3 separate regions of the Mus musculus genome follow, and all the other regions are linked to region 1. A link is a contact called in public HiChIP or PLAC-seq and promoter capture Hi-C data. All regions are on one chromosome and are shown on one strand. The core of a region is the stretch at or near the end of the contact, and the rest is flanking DNA. Distances in the headings are between cores, read along the strand shown.

Evidence for each region. Promoter capture Hi-C pulls out the DNA fragments that hold promoters and counts their contacts. HiChIP or PLAC-seq counts read pairs in DNA pulled down with a chosen protein or histone mark.
Region 2: a contact with region 1 is called in an H3K4me3 HiChIP or PLAC-seq map of embryonic stem cells, with 4 times the contacts expected there. The contact joins the promoter of Zfp57 here to the promoter of Nrm in region 1. A contact is called at or near these places in 2 of 39 promoter capture datasets (cranial neural crest and embryonic stem cells) and 2 of 115 datasets of contacts at active chromatin or transcription factors (both in embryonic stem cells).
Region 3: a promoter capture Hi-C map of hippocampal neurons shows a contact between it and region 1, with 3 times the contacts expected there. The contact joins the promoter of H2-Ke6 here to the promoter of Nrm in region 1. A contact is called at or near these places in 1 of 39 promoter capture datasets (hippocampal neurons), 1 of 484 Hi-C or Micro-C datasets (CD4 T cells), 2 of 115 datasets of contacts at active chromatin or transcription factors (astrocytes and pancreatic cancer cells) and 1 of 9 other capture datasets (adipose tissue).

Annotation. Positions count from the first base shown.
Region 1 is chr17:35,860,068-35,862,767 of GRCm38.p6, reverse strand. Nrm (nurim (nuclear envelope membrane protein)) reads right to left here and starts at 1,450. Exons shown (of 4, transcript NM_134122.2): 1 at 1,251-1,450. The coding sequence starts at 1,383.
Region 2 is chr17:37,000,896-37,003,906 of GRCm38.p6, reverse strand. It overlaps Zfp57 (zinc finger protein 57), which reads right to left and starts at 1,382. Exons shown (of 5, transcript NM_001013745.2): 1 at 1,130-1,382; 2 at 592-621.
Region 3 is chr17:34,026,443-34,029,332 of GRCm38.p6, reverse strand. It overlaps H2-Ke6 (H2-K region expressed gene 6), which reads left to right and starts at 1,278. Exons shown (of 9, transcript NM_013543.2): 1 at 1,278-1,331; 2 at 1,493-1,710; 3 at 1,811-1,927; 4 at 2,038-2,130; 5 at 2,232-2,317; 6 at 2,398-2,482; 7 at 2,628-2,670; 8 at 2,863-2,890. The coding sequence starts at 1,286. Slc39a7 (solute carrier family 39 (zinc transporter), member 7) reads left to right here. Exons shown (of 7, transcript NM_008202.2): 7 at 265-1,067. The coding sequence ends at 537.

The sequences.
Region 1 (2,700 bases), core at 201-2,700:
GCTACACAGAGAAACCATGTCTTGGAAAACCAAAAAAAAAAAAAAAGAGAGAGAGAGAGAGAGAGAGAAAGAGAGAGAGTGCATTGGCTAGGAGGCAGAGGCAGGTGGATTTTTAAATTCGAGGCCAGCCTGGTCTACAGTGAGTTCCAGGACAGCCAGGGCTATGCAGAGAAACCCTGTCTCCCCCCTCCCCCCTCAATAAGCACTGGCTGCTCTGGCTGCTCTTCCAGAGGTCCTGAGTTCAATTCCTAGCTACCACATGGTGGCTTACAACCATCTGTAATAGGATCTTATGCCCTCTTCTGGTGTGTCTGAAGACAGCTAAGGTTTACTCATATACATAAAATAAATAAATCTTAAGAAAGAAAGAAAGAAAGAAAGAAAGAAAGAAAGAAAGAAAGAAAGGCATGGTGGCCCACACCTTTAATCCCAGTACTCGGGAGGCAGAGGCAGGCGGATTTCTGAGTTTGAGGCCAGCCTGGTCTACAGAGTGAGTTCCAGGACAGCCAGAGCTATACAGAGAAACCCTGTCTCAAAACACCAAAATAAATAAATAAATCTTAAAAAAAAAAAAAAAAAAAGAATACATAGGCCTCTGAATTCCAAGCCAGCTGGGGATACATAGAAATACCCTGAAAAAAAAAACCCAAAAACAAACAAACAAACAACTCAAGGTTGTCCTTCAGCAGCCGTTTGCACTGCACACACAGGAGCACAAGCACACATTCCACAATTATATTCATTCACACACACACACACACACACACAAGCAAGCAAGGAGACTAGGGAAGTGGTCTTTGGTGTGGTTTTCTTGTTTGCTTTTCCAAGACAGGGTATCTCTACATACATAGTCCTCACTCAATAGATCAGGCCTTGAAATCAGTAATGATAGACCTTCAATCAAGAGATCCGTTTGCCTCTGCCCCCTCCAATAATAGGGTTAAAGGTGTGAGCTACCACATCTCGCTGTCTGGGGTTTTCTAGCAGCGTTTCCCCTTTTTTATCTTTCTCCTTCCCCTGGCTCTCCTCACAAAACCCCACCCCCACCCCGGGCCGTACTCTGTCAGTCTTCACTCGCAGCTTTCTGCACAAGACTAATCTTGGAGTTTCTGATTTAGCCTCCGCTCCCTTCCCAGCAGCGCCTCCCAGCTTTGGCGGTTTCCCTGTCATTTGTTTCCATGCCCCGCCCTCGCCACGCTGCTTCGGCTCCTCCTCTCCGCTTCAGCTCGCCCTGGATCCCTGCGGCTCACCGGGACCGCCAGACTCCGGGATCCCTCCAAGCAGCGGCCTCAGGGAGGTGAAACGCACGAATTCCACTCCGGTGCCAAAGGCCAGGATGAAGGAGGCGAGGGCCGCAGGAACCAGCAGCAGCGCCGGTGCCATGGCGAGCAGCGCGGAGCCTGAGGAGAAGGCGGGCTCAGGGTTCCCGCGACTGCTGGCCCTGCCCAGGTCCCGCCTCCTTGGGGGTGCTGGCGGCAAGGCGGGGACCGCGAGCGGCGCGTCACAGCGCGGAGTTGGAATCCCAGGCGTCGTCAGGGCAGCTGGTCTGCGGCTACCCTTGTGGGTCGAATCTCAGCGCTGTCAGTGTTCTCGAGGAAAGTGAAGACAGAGCCTCCCTTGCGTGGAAACATAAAGAACATCTTGTTTTTAAAGATAATCACTCCTTATTCTCCAGCCTCAATCCCTGATGTGCTGGGGTTACAAACGGCGCCACCCCGCCCAACATAGATTTTTGTATAGTGACCGTTTTAGAGCTGGGTGTGGTGGCTCGTGCCTGTAATTCCAGTACTCGGAAGGGTGAGGCAGGAGAATTTGAAGTTAGCTTGGACTGCATATGGAGACCGGTTCCGAAAAAGCCATTAAAAAAAAAAAGAGAGAGAGAGAGACAAGGTCGGGAGATGGTGGCATATGGATCTCCAAGTTCCAGGCCAGCCTGGCCTATATAGTCAGTTCTAGGATAGCCAAAGGCTACACAGAGAAACCCTGTCTCTAAAACCAAAGACCGAGTAATGAAAGGCTCAATCACCATAGCTATCCAAGTACAGGGTCCTCAGAAGACAAGAGCTGATTCTCTCAGATTACAGATAGAGCAAGGGCAGGGAGGCTGGTTGCTCCCAAGACGTCTGGACCAAGTTCTAATGCATTGTATAGCACTTTTCCTCCCCACCCTGATCTCTGCTTGGGAAATGTATTGAGTGGGCTCCATCTGTGAATGTTTTTGAAGAAGTTCTGTACTTACATTTATTTTGCCTTTATGTGTATTGATGTTTTGCTTGCAACTATGTGAGTGTCAGATCTTGGAGTAACAGTGGTGAGCTGCCATGTGGGTGCTGGTATTTGAACCCAGGTCCTCTGGAAGAGCCCAGTACCCTCAACCACTGAGCTCTCTCCAGCCCCCACTTGGACTGCTCAAAAAAAAAAAAATGTATATATATTTTTAATGGCAGAATCTAGCCAGGTGGTGGTACACGCCTTAATGGCAGAATCTTCATGTAGCGCAAGATGGCTTCGAACTTGCTGTTATGTAGCTGAGAATCATCTTGAGCAGATCCTCTTGCCTCTGCCTCCAAGTGCTGGGATTATGGCCTAGCATCACATCCTGGCTCCACTGATCTTCTAGACACTGTGAAGTGGTCCCAGAAGAGCTTATAGGTGGGAAACAAGCAGTTGACTATGTGTGGTTTCTCTTTAACCTGTTTC
Region 2 (3,011 bases), core at 133-2,632, 1.1 Mb before region 1:
TCTATTTCTCCTCTCTAGATGCAGGGAAGCATAAAGGCACAGAGACTCGTGGCCCTTTCTTTTCCTCTCAATTCTTTTGCTACGTGAAAGTGCCAGCAAGGAACAAGGCATTCAAGGAATCGCTAGCTCTGATCCCCAAAAAAGTTGCCAGGAAAGCTGCATTCTGAGGTTGATTTTCTTCCTTCCTTCTGTCTGTCTCACCTCTCATTATTCTTCCGTTGGAAAAAAAAAAAAAAAAAAAAACATTCCAAACAGTGTCTTCCAGGACCTGTCCATACAGTTCTATGCTAGTGTCTTCCAGGACCTGTCTTTAACCATTCTCAGCAAAGACCCCTTTATCAACAAGTCTTAACAATAGCATAAAGATGCGTGGTGACCTAGACGATTACCTAAACACTAGGAAGGCTGAGACAGGATCTCCGGGAGTTCTAGGACAGCCTGGGCTACAGAAAGCATAAAACATCATCAACAACAGCAGCAGGAGCTGCTGCACATTCACACAAAGCAGGGAGTGGTCTTTAATATAGATACAGGCTGATTAAGGAGACTGACAGGTGTTGGGTACCTCCATCCACCTCCTCACTCATTTACCTCTGATTGTTCTTTCCTGGTGCAGGAGCCCTGAGAAGGCAAGAGACTAAATAAGACTTGGCTGTTGATTGGCCGGAGGTCAGGTCCCGTCCCTCCCGACTCCCACCCCCCTGGCATGGGAGATGGGCCAGGCCTGGCCTCACCCTTCCACTGGGTAAATTTCTGGAGGGACTGTGCAGACGTCTCTCAACCCTGAGTGCACTCCTCCAACTAAAGCCCATTCATTGTTTCACAAATCTGAGGAGTCAGCCCCAATAGCACAAAGGAAGCTAAGACAGGAAGATCAGGCAAACTTGCCACAATACACCCCGTCTGTCCGGCTCTCTAAAATCTGTGGCCCCGCCGCTCTCACGCACAATCTGACAAGAAATGCCCGCCGGCTTTGCCCGGTCAGCCCCGGTCCCAGACTCTAATCCCCCGAGGTTTCAGCCACGTGAGCCTTTCCACCGCGGAGCCAGGCGGCTTCTCCCACCCAGGTGTCGGGCCCTCGTGGCTCCACCGAGGGAGCGGCTCCACCCGGGTCCCCGCACGCTCTCACCGCGCTCGACAGCCCTACTTGAGGCTCGGCAGTCCTGCCGTTCCCAGCGCTCGGCTTCTGAGCCGTAGCCTCGGACCACAGCCACACAAAGGGCTGGGCGCGCGTTCCAGCCTCGACCAGAACGCAGCGGCGTGAAACCCAGGAAGGGGCCCTTGCCAGAAGTCAGGAATCCGCTACTTTGTCCCTCTGCTTCCGTTCTGCTCCGTCCGCAGGTAACACATCTCAAGTGGCTGTCTGCCAAGGTCAGAAATTTAGATCTGAAGAAGCCCAATGCCTGAATGCCACGCCTTCTCGTCCCGCCTACTGTTGGTCTTCACTGGTCTCAGCTGCGCTAGGAAATTCCATTTCCTAAGATAAGTATTTACTCCTGGGGTGGGGAATGGGAGTGGGGGATGGGGGTAGGGGGTGGTGGGAGGGACGGGTGACTCAATTTCCGTAATTCCTTGTACTAGGCAGCTGAAAGTGAGTTCCACGCCTGCCTGGGCTACACAGTAAAACACACACACACACACACACACACACACACACACACACACACACACACACACACACACACACACACACACAAATAAAATAAGGTAAGACTAAAGAAAAACTGGAACACTTCGCAGACAAGTAAAGTGGGCCGTGGAGCAACATCTTAGCTAAAGTAAAATCCAAGAAAGCACAGGAGACTTAGACTATAGTTACAGGATAGCTCAGTAGTTAGAGAGGATTCCAGGACACCTAGCACAGAGAGACCTGTAACCAGGGAACCCCACACTCTTCGTTTGGTACCATCCCATATGTGGCATTCACTCATACAGACTCAGGACAATAAAAATAATGATTAAAAAAAAAAAGATACAGACACTTCACAGGTATCACATCACGGTCAAGTCGTATTAGTGTTTCACATACCAAATTCACTTCAGTCTCTCTCTGTAATCCTTTCTTTTGTTTGTTTGGATTTGTTTTTAATAAGTTCCATTGGAATTATAACACTTAACCCAGGTCTCAGGCAGCCAAAGCACAAACATAGTTGGGGAGGGTGATAGGAAAGTATAGAAGGTACTAGGTTGCTGGGTGGTGGTGGCGCTCGCCTTTAATCCCAGCACTTGGGAGGCAGAGGCAGGCAGATTTCTGAGTTCAAGGCCAGCCTGGTCTACAAAGTGAGTTCCAGGACAGCCAGGGCTATACAGAGAAACCCTGTCTCGAAAAACCAAAAAAAAAAAAAAAAGAAGAAGAAGAAGGATTGAAGCAATCCATATGTAACAGGCCTGTAGTGAGGTAAAAGAACAAACAAACAAACAAAAACCACGCTTTCCGTCAATAATGAACTGTTTCTCACCCTGACTTCAAATTACCTTATTTACAAAACTGAGCAACCATAATTAGCTGATTTAGGTTCTTCAACTTTAAATAAATAAATAATTTATTTATTTATTATTTACTTACTTTCTTAGAGACAGCTCTTCCTAGGAACTCACTATGGAGCCATGCTGACCTTGAATTCAAGACCCCCTCGACTCAGTGATTGAGTGTATACTGGCTTCTGGTCCTTAATTCTTGAGGTGGAAACACCATGTTGGCCAGCAGGTAGCCCCAGCACACAGTCAAACACTATAGGACAAATGAAACCCTTACAAAGGTTGGTTCAACATTTTATGCTGGCCACTAGGCTGTTTCCAGCTGATGTTTGATGTGCTAAGAACCTCTTGAGAAAGCCCAGGCACATTCTAGCCCACTGCACTCCACCTTTATCTAGCTCAGCATCCTTCTTCCCGTGCTTCGCTGATGTCTAAGAAATGCTTCTGTCTATAAATCTTTAGTTAACTACACTCGTCCGCATAGCACTGGGTTTGTCGCCTCGCCTCTTCAGTTTCAGCACCTCTACGCTAGG
Region 3 (2,890 bases), core at 29-2,528, 1.8 Mb after region 1:
AACCTGGCTGTTTTGGGGGGCTGCGGGCCTTAGGTGTGGTCCTGAGGCAGAGTCATTGACTACGTATTAGCTATCGAGGGAGCCCCAGGCGACAGCTATCTGACTGCTTCCTGGAGCTGGTGTCTGGGACCCAGATTCCTGTCCTCGTGCTTGTGCAGCAAGCACTACCTGTGGGTCCTTCTCCCCAGACCCTCCTTTCCTTAACACTGCTCCCACCTAATTTTAGCTGTCGACAGTCATATCTTTCTCTTTTCTGCCCACCAGGCGATGCGTCTGCAACTCGTGACTGCAATTGGAGCATTGGCAGGCACTGCCTGTGCCCTTCTCACCGAGGGAGGGGCAGTGGACAGTGACGTGGCAGGTGGTGCAGGTCCTGGCTGGGTCCTGCCATTCACTGCAGGCGGATTTATCTACGTAGCAACAGTGTCTGTGCTGCCTGAGCTATTGAGAGAGGCATCTCCACTGCAGTCACTGTTGGAGGTGCTGGGGCTGCTGGGGGGTGTTGCCATGATGGTACTGATTGCCCATCTTGAGTGAGGGGTGAGGTGACCTGTCCTTCCCCTAACTCCTAATAAAGGCAGTTGGTAGTCCTGGCCAGTGCTAATGCCAGAAGGAGTGTCAGCCTTGGAGATTAGCAGAGCCTCTGTTTGAGGCCTTAGAGGTATGAGGATCATACGGAGCATGAGAGGCCAGAAGGACCACGGAGTGGGAGACTGCCCAGCAGCGTTGTTGCTTTTGGAAAAATCAATGGGACCATGAAGAAGACTGGGAAGACGGTAGCCTACCCGATGGTCCCTAATCTACGATTTCTCAGCGCCAGCGTGCCGCAGGGGTCCCTCCAAGGCCCATCTCCCTCTGAACTAGTTAGTGATGGCTTCAGGGAAGACCTGGCAGAAGGACTGGGGTAGACATCAATCGTGTGTCCTGATTTGAAGGGGGAGGGGGGCTCCTTGGGAAGATGTCTCAGCCTGATTTTTTGTCTCTACTCATTTTATACCACTGTTTGAATGGGTGCGGAGGAACGGTGACCAGGAATAAAAGACCTTGGATCTTCGGCCCCACATGCAGCCTTTGTCTTTATGTGGGGAACTGGGCCCCTTGGCTCCTGGACTCCCTAGGTCCCCAAGTGGTGGTGGATGGTCACGCCCCCGTGGTGGGAGGTCGCGCTGGTGGCTACCAAAGGCCTCTGACTAGTGTGGTTTCTATTGGGTCCGTACCGGGCCTAGCCACGCCCCCGGCGTGCTCAGATTGGCCTAGGCTCAGGGCACGCCCACCCACAGCCGCCATGGCGTCTCAGCTCCGGCTCCGCTCTGCGCTGGCCCTGGTCACAGGTTCAGGGGTTCCCTCTCAGGGTGGGTTGGGGTGCCCGGGCCATGTCAGCGAGAGCCACCCCTTGAGTCCCTGGCCCTGTTGTCTGAGTTTCAGTAACTTTGCGCCCCGTGACCTCTGACCTCCTCCCTTCTTCTCCCGCTTCCGCGGACTCCCATCTCAGGTGCGGGTAGCGGCATCGGCCGTGCGATCAGCGTGCGCCTAGCGGCAGAGGGCGCCGCCGTGGCCGCCTGCGACCTGGACGGGGCCGCGGCACAGGACACGGTGCGGCTGCTGGGAAGCCCGGGGAGCGAGGACGGGGCGCCGCGCGGCAAGCACGCTGCCTTCCAAGCGGATGTGTCTCAGGGCCCCGCAGCCAGACGCCTGCTGGAGGAAGTGCAGGTGAACCGGACGCCGCGCCGCGCCACGCCACGCCACGCCACACACCCCTCAGCCCGGCCCTTTGTGGTCTTTGGTGTTAGCCTCCCCCTCCCTCACATAGGCCTGCTTTTCTCGCCCGCCATCTGTCGTTGTGTCCTGTGCGGGCATCACACGCGATGAGTTTCTGCTCCACATGTCAGAAGAAGACTGGGACAGAGTCATAGCTGTCAACCTCAAGGTGGTGATCTCTAAACCTGTGACTTGTGCCCGCCCCCAGCCTGGGGAAGTACTTAGAGGAAGGCTGCCACCGCAGCTGATCTTGCCTAATTTGTTACCCTCTCGTGCCAGGGCACCTTCCTAGTCACTCAGGCTGCAGCCCAGGCTTTAGTGTCCAGTGGCGGTCGTGGCTCCATCATCAACATTAGTAGCATCATTGGAAAGGTCAGGATGAGTTGGGCCAGGCCAGCTAGCCACGTGGGCGCTGGGAAGCGGCTCCCCTGTAGACGACTCCTGACTTACTCTGGGTCTCTGACTCACTGTAGGTGGGGAATATCGGACAAACGAATTATGCGTCGTCCAAAGCAGGAGTGATTGGGCTCACCCAGACTGCGGCCCGGGAGCTTGGACGGTGGGTCAGACTGGGGACCTTGCTAAGGGAAGAAGAGTCAGTGTCCTTCCCGGGGTCAGCATCCATTCTTCCTCTCACAGACATGGAATCCGATGTAACTCGGTCCTCCCAGGGTTCATTGCAACGCCCATGACCCAGAAAATGCCAGAGAAAGTGAAGGACAAGGTAGGCTGTGGGTGGAGGGCAGTCTGTCAGAGGTCTCTGAGAGAGATTGCTGGGCACAGACGTGTACATAATGAGGGATGAAAAAGTAAGGGGGGGGGGGAAGTCCATAAAAGAAACTTCTACCCACGTGAGTGTTTCCTTACAGGTAACTGCAATGATTCCGTTGGGACACATGGGGGACCCTGAGGGTGAGCATGGATTGCAAAAAGGGTCTGGTGGGGGCTTGAACAGAGCCTTAAATCTGTAATAGTACTGAAAAGGTCGCACAGGGATTAATGATTGGTGTAGGTTTAGGATTTTGGGGGGGGGGTGTAAGGTAGAGGGGATAGTCAATCTGTATCTAAGGAAGTAAGACTGCCCTTCCCCCACCATCCCCACAGATGTGGCAGATGTGGTTGCATTCTTGGC